2 separate regions of the Drosophila melanogaster genome follow, and region 2 is linked to region 1. A link is a contact called in public Hi-C data. All regions are on one chromosome and are shown on one strand. The core of a region is the stretch at or near the end of the contact, and the rest is flanking DNA. Distances in the headings are between cores, read along the strand shown.

Region 1 (7,362 bases), core at 1,870-4,369:
TTGGACATAATGCATTTAATTGTAAAATTTTTTAACCTTAAACTGAGATACTATTACTATTTTGCGTAGAAACGGCTTGACTATTGAAACTGATGTATATAAATATGTACACATATATAAACTTTATTTAGTTGCACATGTCTCCCTCACTGCGTTGCAAACTTCTGACTGATATCAGAGGTATAAGCCTCTGCAAGGGCAAAATTAAAGAGGGTAGCTTTGAAATGCTTAGTTGTAACAGGTGTTTAATTATTCGATGTTCCTATATACAATTTCAATCAATAATTAATTTATTAAAAACAATTAACATCGAATTCCAGCTATGAGACGAGCAACGGAATCTCACGCACTGAGACCGGTGAGGTGAAACCTGGAGCCGGCGAAGAGGATGGTTCCTTGTCTGTCCAGGGATCGACCAGCTGGTCAGCTCCAGATGGCAAAAAATACGAGATTAGTTTCACGGCCGACGAAACTGGCTACCATCCCAAGTTCAGGCTAGTAGCCTAGGAGATACCTGGATGTATAATGATTCCGGATGCGAATAAATAAGTTGACTTTATTTATCCAATGTAAAAGATTCGTAGAATTAGAAAAGTAAATAGAAAAAATGTATATATTTGAGGAAGCTCCCGAGTTTTATTGACGTCACTAAGACTGGCTGGATTATTATAAATATAATAAAGCTCAATGAATTGTTAAAAATTTGAATAATGAAATATTTATGAACGCGATTCTTTTTGGACTATAGTGTTATTAAAATTTTATATTAGGCCTTTTAATGCTCCTACTTCAAACGAAAATGAAATCCAAACCAGACATTTCACATTAACATTGATTTTGCTCATTATGTCTTGTACACGTTTGACTAGTTCGGCCGCGCTTTGAATAATCGCCAAGAGGGTGCCATCTATAAAAGGGTTTACGCGGCCGTCCATAGTTACCATTCGACTTGAACTGTTCGATAGCCGCAGATCTAAGCACCAAACAACAATCACCATGAAATTCCTGATTGTCTTCGTCGCCCTCTTCGCCGTGGCTCTGGCTGCTCCTGCCGCTGAGGAACCCACAATCGTGCGCTCTGAATCCGACGTTGGACCCGAAAGCTTCAAATACGAGTAAGTTGCCTATGAGAAATGACCCAAAAGGATACCTAGCTGACACTGACTTCCTTCTTAGCTGGGAAACCTCCGATGGACAGGCTGCTCAAGCTGTAGGTCAGCTGAACGACATTGGAACTGAGAACGAGGCTATCTCTGTGAGTGGATCCTACCGCTTCATTGCTGATGATGGCCAGACCTACCAAGTCAACTACATCGCCGATAAGAACGGATTCCAGCCCGAGGGTGCTCATCTGCCCGTTGCCCCCGTGGCATAAGTGAAGTTGCTTTCACTGTAAGCAGCTTTAAACCCACCAATTCTGCAACACTCTTTGTTATCTTCCCCAACACTTACCTACTTTCGGTTTTCCCTTTTAAAAGGGAAAGAATCCTAAGTTACAGAACGCAGTTTGTTGAATATTAAAAAATGTAGATTTTATATGAATTCGTTTTATTTTAAATGTGCTTTTCGCTCAAAAGGTCGGAAACGTCGTTTTTTTTTAAAGGCGATTATTTGAAAATATTTTGTTAAGTTGTTCAGATAAATAGAACTAGATTCTTATGGCAAACAACGGACCTAATTAAAGGTTTTTTTCCATTAAGCAATTCTTAAGAAGTGTAAATAAGTATTTTGAAAGAATAGGTATTTTTTTCATTTAGAAAATTATTAATTAAAAAAAAAAACATTTTAGAACTGAAAATACAATTTTTTATTATGTATTTTATTACTCTAACCGCTAACATACCCAGTCGTCTTCAGGCTTTATTAGGTGTTCTTATTACATGAACATTATTAAAAAAGAAAAAGTTTTTGGGCCCTTATAATAATATTAAAAAAGAATATATTTTTCCTATTTTTAACTTATCTTAACAAAATCAAACGAAAATTTCCAGTATGCCTTAATAAAATAAAAACAAAAAGTTCTCCCAAATGCATAGTCGGCTTTGCGGATTTAAAGTGCATAGTTTAATCATAAAAGACTCTTAAGCTTACTTTCAGGCTATAGCTATTCAGATTGCATTGAAATCGAATGACTTAGGCAACGAACTTTTTAAATCCCTTGCATACTTTTGGGGGCTAAATGCTAATTACCAGTATCTTCGTGATGCGTCTCTTTAGACGCGAATCATTTATGCTCGTATTGAAAGACAACTGTTATAGCAATTAATATGCAAATTTTAGCATACAACATCAGTCATTGCCGAACTTGACAGCAATATTTCAATTACAATTGACTTGCAGTATCCGGCAGAAGATAAGCTCACTGCTGATTGCCGATCGATGAAAATAGAGAAGTGCAAACATCTTCCTCATTGCATTCGAATTTGCTCATCAAGCAGGTCAAATGCCTGGCTATCGATGAGACTCAACAAGTTGGATTGCAAATACATTGGGGTCGATTAATTATTAACAGATACAAATCGGCATGAACTACCCTTCAGGCCTGATAGCCGATTTTGAAGACCAATCTAAAGTGTTATTAAATTTCAATACAGTACTAATAAATTAGACCATTCTAAATTTAATCTTGTAAAACTTCTCTCATAATTTGATTTTTTTGGATCTTTATTTGCTTAAATATAAAAAATATCTAATAACGACTTTTGTATGCACTTTACTAGAACTCAATCTACAAATAAATCAATACGGACCAAAAATACTCAGGAAGTCTAGCAATAAAAGCCAAAAAGGTTATTTACCAAAACTAATTTAGCTTTTGTATAAAAAATATCGAGGATGCAAATTACTTAGTAAGTTCAGAACTAGCTGACAAGCAGTTTAAATAATCAAATAAATAACTTTTCAAACTGCATGAAATTTTAAATTATAAGCACAGGCTTGGCTGAGGCTCAAGAGGTGTGATGCGATCTGGCCAATGCTACCAGCTATGCGATCCGACTTGGCGAAATACACAACGTGTAGAAGGCAGAGATTCGCACGCACACTTGGCCAACAAGCAGCGGCAGGTTCTCGTCCGCCTCTAATGTTTTATAATGTTTACCTAATATTATTAACATTGTCAATTCGCTGCCGAACATCGTGGGGTGTGTTTCATTCTAAGGCGCTTGCTCCGTGCCGATAATCTAGCCGTGAGAAACGCGTCTTTCCGTCCGCTTGAAATCTAAATATTTATAATCGCGTATTTGTATTAAAATATAAACGCCCGTTTATTTATGCGTTTTTGTGTGAGCTCTGACAGTTTATATTAGGGCGTGAAAATAAAATAAAATTGGTGACCGATTTAAATAAATAATAAATTCCCAAAATGAGCCTAAAATTGATGGCGTTTGTCTGTGCTGTAAGTGCTTAAGTTTGATCCCAACTCTGAACCCGGCATTCATTGAGTTCCCTTTAAAGCTGCTGCTCCTGTGCACCTTGACCCATGTCCTGTCGGCCGCGACCACAGTGCGTCCCTACAAGTTCGGCTTCACCATCGACGAGCAGCAGCATCGGGCAGAGAAGAGAGGTGAGCTGGTTGAGCTAGCAAATGACGCTAATTAAACCATTAGCATATCTTGACTACTGTGCGTCGATTTATTGACACCGAAACCGAAATATGTAAATAGATGATGCGTCATCTCGAGAGTCGTTAGGAGCAGATGCACAAATGCAGCACCATCCAGCAGCTAGCAGCCAGCATTAGCCAAAAAAAGCCATAACTTTTGACTTTTGAGCCGGAGTGCGACTAGTGGCGGCTTGTGCAATGCCACACAATACACGTTTGATGGGTGCACGGTGCACCTGAGCGACAGGTCACCAGCAATTGAAATACCAGCCACCAATGGCAATTAGCGGAATCTTCACAACACACATATGGCCGGGGGTTCATCTCTGAAGTCCATTGTGTAGTGTCCAAATGGCATGCATGGTCGTTATGATTTTTATTTCCATGCTGAATCGGTGATAAAGTTTTCAGAAAATCGAAAACGAAACGTGGCCGATTTGCATAACATGTAGACTCTTTCGAACACACAAATGTTTGGCTTATTTATGGTTTTTCTTTCTTTGGCTAATGCTAATTTCAAAAAGATCAGCCACATTTCAATATTTATAAGTATAATTCTGGCATATAAAATGCCAGAGTTGAGCCAAAAATTGTATTACGTTCATATTAACAAACAAATTCAGGAACTCGTTGTGCATGCAAAATGATATTTGTTTGTTGTATAACTATTCAAAGGAGAACGGTATAAACGGTATCCTAACAAAAACAATTTCGGCACCTTTGATTTAAATATTGAACGATCTATTGATCAACATCAGATTTTTAAAGTCTAGCTTACGGGGCATTACTTCAGAGCTATAATACGTAACTTTAAATTTAACATACTAGAAAAAAATGTATTGTCACTTAGAATATATTTAATTGTATTTTACTATTTACTATATTACATAATTAAAATTTTTTCTAACCAAATACTGTTTGAAATTTTACTTGCCTTCTTTATGAATAGTCTCTTGATTACAAACATTAGGTTTTTGTACTGTAAAATAATTAAGTGGGAATGAAACTTTACCAATAGTTATAAATCCTTTAATTTTGGTTAAATAATTTTCTAATTATAATTTATAATAATTTATTCCCAGTTTCAATTTTTATTACCCACTAAAATGTATGTTAATTTTATGGTTATTTTTTTATTAGTGTTAATTGTATAACCAGAAAATGATAGTCTTAATTTATATTGATACGAGTTTAATAGTTTTCATTATTTAGCCCAGCTCATTGAACAATTTAAAATCAAATTGATCACGACAAAAGAATAAATTGAAATAAAGAATTGTTTTCAAGCCCCGTCGAAATCGATCGAGACAAATGGGAAAGTGACACGAAGCCAAATTTGAATTAAACCTAAAACAAACAAGCGAAAGCCAATTGATGCAAACCGTTAAAACTTGTTGGCCAGTATTGTGGAAACCTGTTTCCAGACACAAAGGCCACAAGCCAGAATTTCAAATGAGAACATTTTAGTGGGTGGCTGGACAGGATGCTTTGGTGAGAGACGCACCTCTTTCAGACCATCCACAGTGTCATCCAGATTAATAAATTCATCTCAACATAGGAATGTTTCTTACGTAGGAAGCTGCCTAACATATCAATTCAAAGCGATGGGGGTGTGTGGTGCGGTTGAGGGGTTTTAAGAAACCAGCTCACAAGTTATGATCGCCATTATCGATACAGTTTATTAGATCTTAATCTTTATGGGCCTGCTCGTGGCTGGTTATCAAACAAATTAAAAATCACATATCGGCGTAAAATTCGCATTCATATTCAAAATGAACACAAAATCATTTTGGTCAAATCTCATCTTGTTTCCCCAACTCACAGATGAACGCGGCATTATCATGGGCGAGTTTGGGTTCATCACCGCCGATGGTATCTATCACGTGACGGTCTATGCCACCGACGAGGAGGGCAAATTCCGGATAATCTCCATGAAGAGCTATCCTTACGCGGGTCCAGTTGGTTCAAGTGAGTATTGACAGAATTCTTGACCGATTCTGAATATTTAATTCGAATTGCAATACGAACCTATGACAGCACTAAAATATATGCTTTTGGTCTGATAATATTATTTATTAATTCAAATCATAAACCCGATTGAAATCAGACTTCCATTCAGATTATTTCCTTTAAAGTCATACTGGTTTTCGAGCTACGTTTCTAAATATAACCAAACGTTTTTGGTTTGATAAGAATAATCTTAACTTGTATAATATGTTTTGGTTTGTTTTTAAATGTAATACATTTTATTTGGAAATTTCTAACAGAGGATTGTATAGGTGATCAAGGGGAACTTTTGAATGACTTGTAATATTATTTACTTTCCAGAAAGTGTTCCTGTGACAACGACTCCAAAGGTCCTGCTTCCTGCAGCTCCGGTGGCTCTGCCCAAGTACAACTTCAACTCGGAGGCCTGTTCCGGTTGTTTCCTAAAAAAGTCCCCTCCCAAGACGGAAATTCGCACACTTTCACAGCCATTGGCTCCAGTTCAACCAGGTAAGCCCGATGGCTCTTCAGACATCGGCCTGAATGTGCAGTTACCCTTCCGGGAATCCATTGCACAGACTGTGGCAAGTCGTCTTGGTTTGCTCCAAGATACACTGCAAACCTCCAACACAAACACGAACGCACCAAACACTAAAACAATCGAACTTGGTCTCAACATAGCAATGAGCACATACTACACAACAAAGAATGCTGTAACCGGACATGTGAGCACGCAGACCTCCAATTCGCAAACTCCGAGTGCCAACACAAAGATCGACTACAATGTGGGCGTGGTCGAGAAGGCTTCACCGCCGGTTTATCGGCCATTGAACATCCGGTTGAACGAGGACGTTATGAGACAAGCTATTACATATGGAAACACAATACCTGGCCATGTGCCCTTGCCCAATCAGCCACTTGTTGAAACCTCATTGCTTCCAGCGAGTCAAGTAAAAATCTTCGCTTTAGATGGAAATGCAAAGGTTCCACTTGCCAGTAACATTCAATCCGTAGCACAACATCCGAATGCGGGCCTTAATGCAAAGGTTCCACTTGCCAGTAACATTCAATCCGTAGCACAACATCCGAATGCGGGCCTTAATGCAAAGGTTCCACTTGCCAGTAACATTCAATCCGTAGCACAACATCCGAATGCGGGCCTTAAAAACATTAATAGATCGGGAGTTTCTTCTGCGAAAACATTGGCCAATACGAAGACAAGACCACCACACACATTTAACCCACACCAAACACCTCTTTTGAGTAAGCTAAGTCGGGAACTTATAATTAATGTATTAATTAATTTTAGTATTAAATGTCATTACAAAATGCACTGCTACACTACAACAAACTAAAGCCATCTAGCGGAACCATATTGCACTAAGATCGTACACTGCTTACACGATTCCTAAACTATTTTTGATAAAGGTATGTGTCTCTACTAATACCCTTGGGAATTTTATTAGGTTCAGCCACCGCCCCGGGAATTTCTGGAGTGACAGCGAATACACCAACCGGAAATGTACCCTGTAAGTGATAAGAGGAAATTATCTCCTTAAGCAAGAAAATTTAAAAAGAGACAATCTAACAATCTTAGCAAATGGTGGAGGCATCGCGGCGGGTAAAGCGCCTGGTAATCCACAAGCTGGCGGATCTGGAGGTATTATCGGTGCAGGAGCTCCAGGCGGAAGAAAAGTCTCGGCTGGTGGAATTGGTTCTGGAAGTGCAATTGGAGGAGTCTCTGGAGGAAGCAAAGCCTCAGGAAACGGCGG
Region 2 (7,362 bases), core at 1,853-4,352, 570 kb before region 1:
TCAGGATGCCTACATTGCTTTTAAATTCACACTAAACTTAATTCGTTCAATGGTAAAATTTGGGGTTACTTTTCAAAAAGGAAAAGGTCAAGTAAAGCTGTAGCTTTATTTCTTAAAACTTTTGGGGTAGAAGGAAAGTATTTTCAGCTTACACTGATCAAGAAATAATATAAAACTGGGGTAATATGTGAAACTGGGAACATATATAACGCAGGGGTGAACTAAAGTTGACAGTGGCGGGAATAAATTTCCCGGCCAAAGCCATCATCATCATTAGTATCAGCCCATGGATGGGGGTTCCCAACAAAGTGTTACAAATTAAATATATTTCGGGGATGCCCGGCATACGTGATGGCTGACAGGGAACATCAATTTATGCTAAGTCGTTCGCATCGAAGAAATATGCAACGTCTCAGCTGACAATGATCTGTGATCTCGTGAGCAGCTAACTATATATAGGAGCTGAACCCTTGCACTCAAAGAAATATATTAAAAAAGTTATATAAAAGTTTTTGAACTACCAACAAATATTTTAAACGATGTGATATGGATAGTTAGTTTATTGCTTTAAGTTGTGTGTTTGTCTATTTAAGATTGATTAAATGTACTTCCACTAATATTTTTTTCAGTGCAGTATGCGATGTGCTCATGGTTCGTCGTAAATTAGAGCATGGCCTGGTCTTTTGGTCAGAGCCGCTTGTCAAATCAAACGGTGGAAAGCGATTAAGGCGGCAGGCAATGCCAAAGTGCCAGCAGCCGCCACACTCACACATAGACACGAAGAGGCACAGATACTCCCCGTTGCAAGAGTGTGTTGGTATGTGTATTGGGGGGATATCTGCAATCGTATATGTATGCTGCCACTTTATAAACAAAACAAACAAAAGTCTAAATATACACGAATCGGCGATTGCTCAACTAATTTGCTGTTGTTGCTCGGCATCCATGCTACAATGCTACCCAAGTATCTATTGGATACGTCTGCTATTGCTCGGATTGTTTTCGAGTTGTTATTGCGGAGGCACTTGGCATCGTGGTATTTCGAATCTTACCGCTTTTGCCAACACTGGGCGCTCCGATCACGGCGATTTTCAACTCCGTCAATGTGGACTTCTTGCACCGAATTCCACGCGTGGTCATCTTATCGCAATCCCTGAGTTCTCCAAGCTCCTTGATTTAGTTAGATCGATTTTTTTTTGTAACTTAAATTTTTGTTTTCACGGCAGGTGTATATCCGTTGGCGTGGGTTTTCTCCGTTTCAATTATCCGATTGTTATTGTTGTTTCATTTCAATGTCAAAACAAGCGCAAAAAATGCGTTTAAAATTACAGCCACACACCGAATTTCGCATCCGTGAGATACGTTCATTTGTTTTATTTTTTGTTTTGGGTGAAATTTGGAAAATTAATGAGTTTTCTGCTGCCGCTTGCTGCAGGTTATATTCGAAAGATTTTTTCGGATTTTTGTCTTATGCTATTGGTCATTATTATTGTGGATACTGATACAAAAATCGCGCACTGCACTTTCGACGCGCACCGAAAACTCATTTATTTATTTATTTAAACCATCAATTTTGCGTATATCTCAGTCCGCCACGATTCGATCTGATTTGGAGTATGTCTTTTTCACCTTTTCTTTTTCTCTCTGACTGATCTCTGCTTATTTTCTTTTTTTTTGTTTTTTTTTTTGGTTGGGATTGTATCTCTTGGATTTCAGCCCGCCCGCATCCGTGCGATTTGCGCGGCCAACTGATTTCTACTGAAAAGAAAGAGCGGCGGAATCTGTGCTACGCCGGAGTGTAAGTGTAGATCGGGGATCTTCCGATCGACCCGATGTCTATAGCTTTTCGCGAGTGTGCGAGCGAGCAACAACCAAAAATAGACAGTACGAGGAGCGGAGCGGAGCAATTCCAATCCCCCATCCCGATCCCCAATTCCCAGACACGCGCCCTGCAAAGGGTTAAAGTTAAAAGTTGCTCACTCGGCCAATAGGCTAATCGGTGGCATCGAAAATAGCCCCATCGATGTGCCACATCCGATCGCTATATCTGCGGCCATTTAGGATCGTTTCGAGGGAGCCAACCGCCATCATCATCATCGTTCTTGTGGGCCAAGACAAATGCAACTGCGAGTGGCTGACGGCAAATGTCGCCTTAAATTAAATTTAATTGACACTCTGGGGCTGAGCGAAGCAGCTGTGGGTTGACAACTGTTTCTGGATGTGTGGTTATCCTACTTCTATTATCGAAAAGCCCCTTAGATTGCAGCTGTTATGACGGGCAGTTAAAGTTTGTTTGGTTATTCAAAGTAATTGCACCTGGCGTAGGAATTAATTATTAAGCGTTTGGGGGAGGTTAGTTCAGACAAGTAAGGATTATGAATATACAGGTACATATTATATTTTTCAACTTCTACCAATGTATATTTCAATATTGAAGTAGAACATAAAATATTATTAATTTTAAATAAATACTGATTAAATAAGAAAGTACGCAGTTCTGAGCAAAACCCTAGTTCTCAACAAAGGTTCCTTTTGGGGAAAATATAAGTATCAAATAACTAGTCAGACAGTAAAAGTCAATTAAAATCTACCAAATGCAAACATAAACATAATATTATTATTTACTTAGCGTTTCCGCCTCATGTTGACAACGAATTAAGGACCTTTTAGTTATGCATATTAGGTCAATATTTTCTAGTTCATTAAGGAAATGGTCTGTAGCCATGTCCCATATGCATATCAGCCAGACTAAAACACCCTCAGCAACAATGCACGTGTGTCTATCCGCATTGTGCCGCCGAGGATTTCCCATTGCGGGGGTGTTTCCGTGCGAATGTGAGCAGCCCTAAGGGTTGAAAATTCCAGACGCCCGAAAAAAGCGGAAGGCATTTCGTTAGACGGGAAAATCTTGGCAAGAGCCAAATAGAAATCGTAACACAAATATAGGGGTAATCATTGGCGCCGACCGCTAAAAAGTATGCAACACTATTTTTTCAGCGACTCTTAAGCCACAGTCGCGTCCCAGCACATTGGGAAATTGGGAAGGGTAGCCGAAACAGCTGGCTGTGAATGCTTTCCGGTTTTTTGCCGCTGTTGCCCGTTTAGTTTTCTTTCGAACGGCGAGGCGTTTGGACGCGCACGCGGATTACCAGTTGGGAAAATATATCGAAACCGTGCCTCGAAACTCACCCACGCCGGGAGCTTCTTTGACTTCTGGCAGCTGCCGCCAAAATAAAAAAAATACATATCGAATAAAAACAAAGTAGTTTTTATTCGAGGCATCCGCGCGACGCGCACTTTTCGGTGTGTTTTCATTTATTAGCTACTTATACATAACATAATAGTGTGTTTCCTTCTGCTTCTTTGGCTTATTCGAAAAACTTATTTTCGTAGTCTCGACTCGTTTTTAGAAATCGCTGCGCGTTTAGCTTGGCAGTGTCGCCTGTTATTCTTGTGCCAGCCAGTGTTGAATTTGAAATATTTTCATTTAATTTGAAAATAAGAAGAAAGAAAGCGAAATAAAAATACAATCAAATACGATTTCGTATATTCCCTGACGACAAGTGCTCGTGGTGTTACTCTACTTGTGCGATTGACAGTGTGTGCTTTTGGTTAATGGAGAATACATAAATAGCAAATAATGTACCCATAACAAACAAGAAGCTACGAATTGGCCATTGACTGAATAATTAGCCTAAGCAATTGCCAGAAGAACGGAAACATTAATGAGCGATTTTCGGCTAACGTTTATGGCAGACAGGCAAATACGAATTATTATATATTCATATACTAACAAATAAAAGTGAATTTGCATGTAAATTATTTACTTAAATTGGAAAAGGGGATTTTGGACGGAAAACGTTACAGGAAGTTTTATACTTTTTTTAACATATTAAAATTTATAAATATTTTTTTATTTCGTTTTGAGATTTCACATTTTTTGTAGTAAAATGTACTTTTATACATTTTTTTAAGACCTTAAAGACTTTACTTATAAACCATGTTTTGGATAACATGTTTATAATTATCCCTAGGCATATCCTTCGTAAAACCTTCTTTAAAGCTTAGTCATCAATCATTTCGCACACAAAACACACTGACACACAATCAAACCCACTCACAAAATTGTGATGTCATCTGGCTTGGCGGCTTCTGCGGTCACCGTTGGCAGCCAAAAGACGAAATTAAAAGCGAAAATGATGTGACTTACTAACCACAAATGGAGGACGACTTCGTTGCCAGCAAGGACTTCGTTTGCCCTCGGTCACGTGTTGCATTTGCCTCGAAGGATTCTCGTGATTCCCGTTTGGTTTAGGGTCTGCGAATGAAATCATCAGCTCGCAGAAGAGAAAATCAATGAAATTGTAGGGACAAACTTTTATTCGTTCACGCACTGAAAAATGCAATTTTCGCGGCGACTCAGTGACGCGGAGACAGCCTGGCGACATCGCCATGGCATATACATATATATGGCACATATAAAAAGGACAATTGCTTAATGCACTATGCAAACCCCTACTCCATTGTCCTTTTGTTCGTTGCCCATAGTGTGCACTCGGGTAATTTAATCAGTCAGGCGCTCAATTGACGCCAGGACCCTAGGAATAGAATGGGATGGAGTTGTAACCTTGGTAACTACAATAAAAGCGCCCACAAAGGACTCTGCGTGTGACCACTTGCCGCCCCCTAATGACAGTGGATTGCGGGGTGGATGGGTGCGGGGCTCCTAGCAATTTGCCGTAATTTTTATTGACATTTTTATTTTCCACCCATGACGTCGGCATCGTTTCCACTTACAGTGTTGCATCTGTTGCGTTTGCTTTTTAGCGAGTCGCAATTGCACTTTTTTTCTTCAGCCCATTTATGAAGTTTCCAGTGGCAGACGGGCCCCTTTCGGGTTTTCCTTTTCAAGCGAATGACCTAATAGTTGCTAAATAGGTTTATGAGTTCAGCGACCAAAACAGTGGAAAGGTATTTCCCTGAATGGTCTTAAAAAAAAGCAATTACTTAATTTAGTCTCTAATTTAATTAACTCGTGTCGTTTGGTTAATAAATGTTATATCATTTATTCTATTTTGAGTACTACAAAAATACAGTACACAAATTTACGATTGCGCATTATGAAGGTCACATATCAAATTTCAAAATGATAAAAAACAAAATATGAGGGCAATGATTTTTTATGTATGACAATTTTCTCTACATCTTTGACCCAGATCCTTAGAAATATATCATGATCTATCAATAAATTGAGCAATTTATCATCACCCCAAGTAACCCTAAAGTAACAAAGTTATGCGTGTGGGATTTGTTAAAAAATACCGATGGGGTGGAACAAATGCCGGTAGGCAAAACGCAAATAATAACAACCACCCCTTGCAATAAAAGAAGGAAATAAGCATTAAAACACGCCAGGCGTTGCCGTCAATCAAGCCAAAAATGAAATCTACGCCAAAAAGGGGGTCAAGAAGCGTCGTTAGAAGAGGCAGGAAACCACCCCGAAAAGGTAGAAAGTGCCGGGAACCACCCTTAGAATAGGTTAGACAACCACCCTAAGAAATCGTAGAAACTTCAAGATATCTCCACCTTGCTAAAATTTTTTTGTTTTGACTCTCTTTTGCGTGTGTGAGCTACTGCTGTTTTCGATATGTACAAAAGAAATAACGAAAAAATACACCCGCATCGCTTTTGGCTTGAACTTGAATTTCGCAGAAAGAAACGCGTCGATCTTTGCAGACAAAAAAAAACTCGACAAACAACTTCGGGGCTTAAAACCGGCAGACAAGACATTCTAATGGCAAACAATGGGGCTATAAACCAATACTATAAAAGAATAAAGGCATATAAACTAAATATGTATATGTATATATATATAGGCGGTACCTACATTTATTGGTATGGGTTTAATTTGAAACACAAAACCCAAAACAAGCTTTAGATATAAGGCATTCGAGTGTGTCCGCCGCATATGACATCATTTTGCCGTCATCAGCGATAACCTCATCATGATCTTTTTCAAAGATCTCTCTGCTGGTCAGTCGGTTAATTTGCTCTCGTATCGAAATTATGTTAGCTAAACTCATTCTGTGCTGATTTTTCCAGAATTTGAAATTACACATGTGTGTATATGTTGTGGGATATACTGTCGACATTTTGAGTTCGTCCATTCGCACATCTGGTGCGGATACTTTCAGTGGGTTATGTTTTTCTATATAAAAGACATGAGCGCAAATAAACGATCCCATGGCGACCAAAATAATCTCGAAAGCATAAATAAAAAATAATGAAAATAAAAGAGGGGAAGAAAAGGAAGTAAACATTTAAATTTCGATTGTGTTTGCTTTGGATCATTAATTGTTTGTTTGGGAGAAGTTGGTTTATTTACTGGGCCTTATGTCACAGAACTGGAGCAAATAAATATTTAAAATTTCTTTACTGGCCTTGAAAGTGCATATATATAGTTCATATAGGCTATATTTGTAGAACTTTTCTTGATTGTTCGTCCATCTAGCTTTCACTGTATTTATGGTAGTTTTTCTTGTAAATCTATATAGTGCCCAAACATTTTTCTTTATGTGTGTCACAGCTTTTGCAAGTTGCGGATGACTCAGAGGCGTCGACGCCTCCTTCAGGCTGTCTCAAAGATATATACCTAAAGATATATATATATATATGTATATATATATTTACACATTCGCAGAGAGCAAGATACTTTCGGGCTATTTCGGCAACTGTCATGGACCCCCAAGCATTTACAGTAGCTGCTGCTCGCTTCTGTTTGTTTTCATTTATGACGCACCACTATTTTGGCGGACCAACGAAACTAGGGCAAACTTTTGTTGGTTCTGTTTTGATTTTTGGCGACCAGGACAGAGAGTTTGGCCCCAGCAAACATTACTCTACTAAGTAAGGCAGTTAAATTGCCAGCGAATTTCAATGTCAGACGGCGCCATTGTCAAGCAACTCGAAAACTGCCCACGCTACATAAAAAGGGATTTGCTAAGTCTTTTGTATTTTTTTATTTTGGTGTTCAGCTGTCGAGGGAGAGACAAAGGAAATGTTGTGAACCAATCGAGAACATGTTCAAGTTAATGCTGCATTCGAGGAAATGTTTTCCTGTTTACGACTATCAGAGTATCCAAGTATCTGCCGCTTGAATGACAGGCCAACGTCAAAGCCAACTTGTAGCTACAAATGTATCTATGTATCTCCTTTTGTGGACCTCGTGCTGGCGCTCTTGGGGGCCGGTTTCCAGAATTGCATTTGCTGCCATTGAATTGGAAATCAAGTTTTGAGGAAATGTCTACAATGCGTGACTTGGTTGGACAAAGATCCTCGACACGACTCCGGGTCGCGTCAGCG

What was found. A called contact is a pair of places that touch in the nucleus more often than the background predicts.
Region 2: a contact with region 1 is called in a Hi-C map of the Kc167 cell line, with 1.6 times the contacts expected there. A contact is called at or near these places in 2 of 107 Hi-C or Micro-C datasets (both in the Kc167 cell line) and 1 of 7 datasets of targeted methods (the Kc167 cell line).

Annotation. Positions count from the first base shown.
Region 1 is chr3L:6,124,564-6,131,925 of dm6, reverse strand. It overlaps l(3)mbn (lethal (3) malignant blood neoplasm), which reads left to right and starts at 3,119. Exons shown (of 6, transcript NM_168157.2): 1 at 3,119-3,397; 2 at 3,457-3,565; 3 at 5,429-5,572; 4 at 5,933-6,853; 5 at 7,057-7,119; 6 at 7,188-7,362. The coding sequence starts at 3,365. It overlaps Lcp65Ag3 (Larval cuticle protein), which reads left to right and starts at 937. Exons shown (of 2, transcript NM_144405.2): 1 at 937-1,115; 2 at 1,177-1,540. The coding sequence starts at 997. The coding sequence ends at 1,375. It overlaps Cpr65Au (Cuticular protein 65Au), which reads left to right. Exons shown (of 2, transcript NM_001300024.1): 2 at 321-684. The coding sequence ends at 507. It also overlaps asRNA:CR46005.
Region 2 is chr3L:6,699,261-6,706,622 of dm6, reverse strand. It overlaps SP1173 (SP1173,), which reads left to right and starts at 3,102. Exons shown (of 6, transcript NM_168178.2): 1 at 3,102-3,760. CG8519 reads right to left here and starts at 1,763. Exons shown (of 3, transcript NM_139797.4): 1 at 1,053-1,763. The coding sequence starts at 1,140.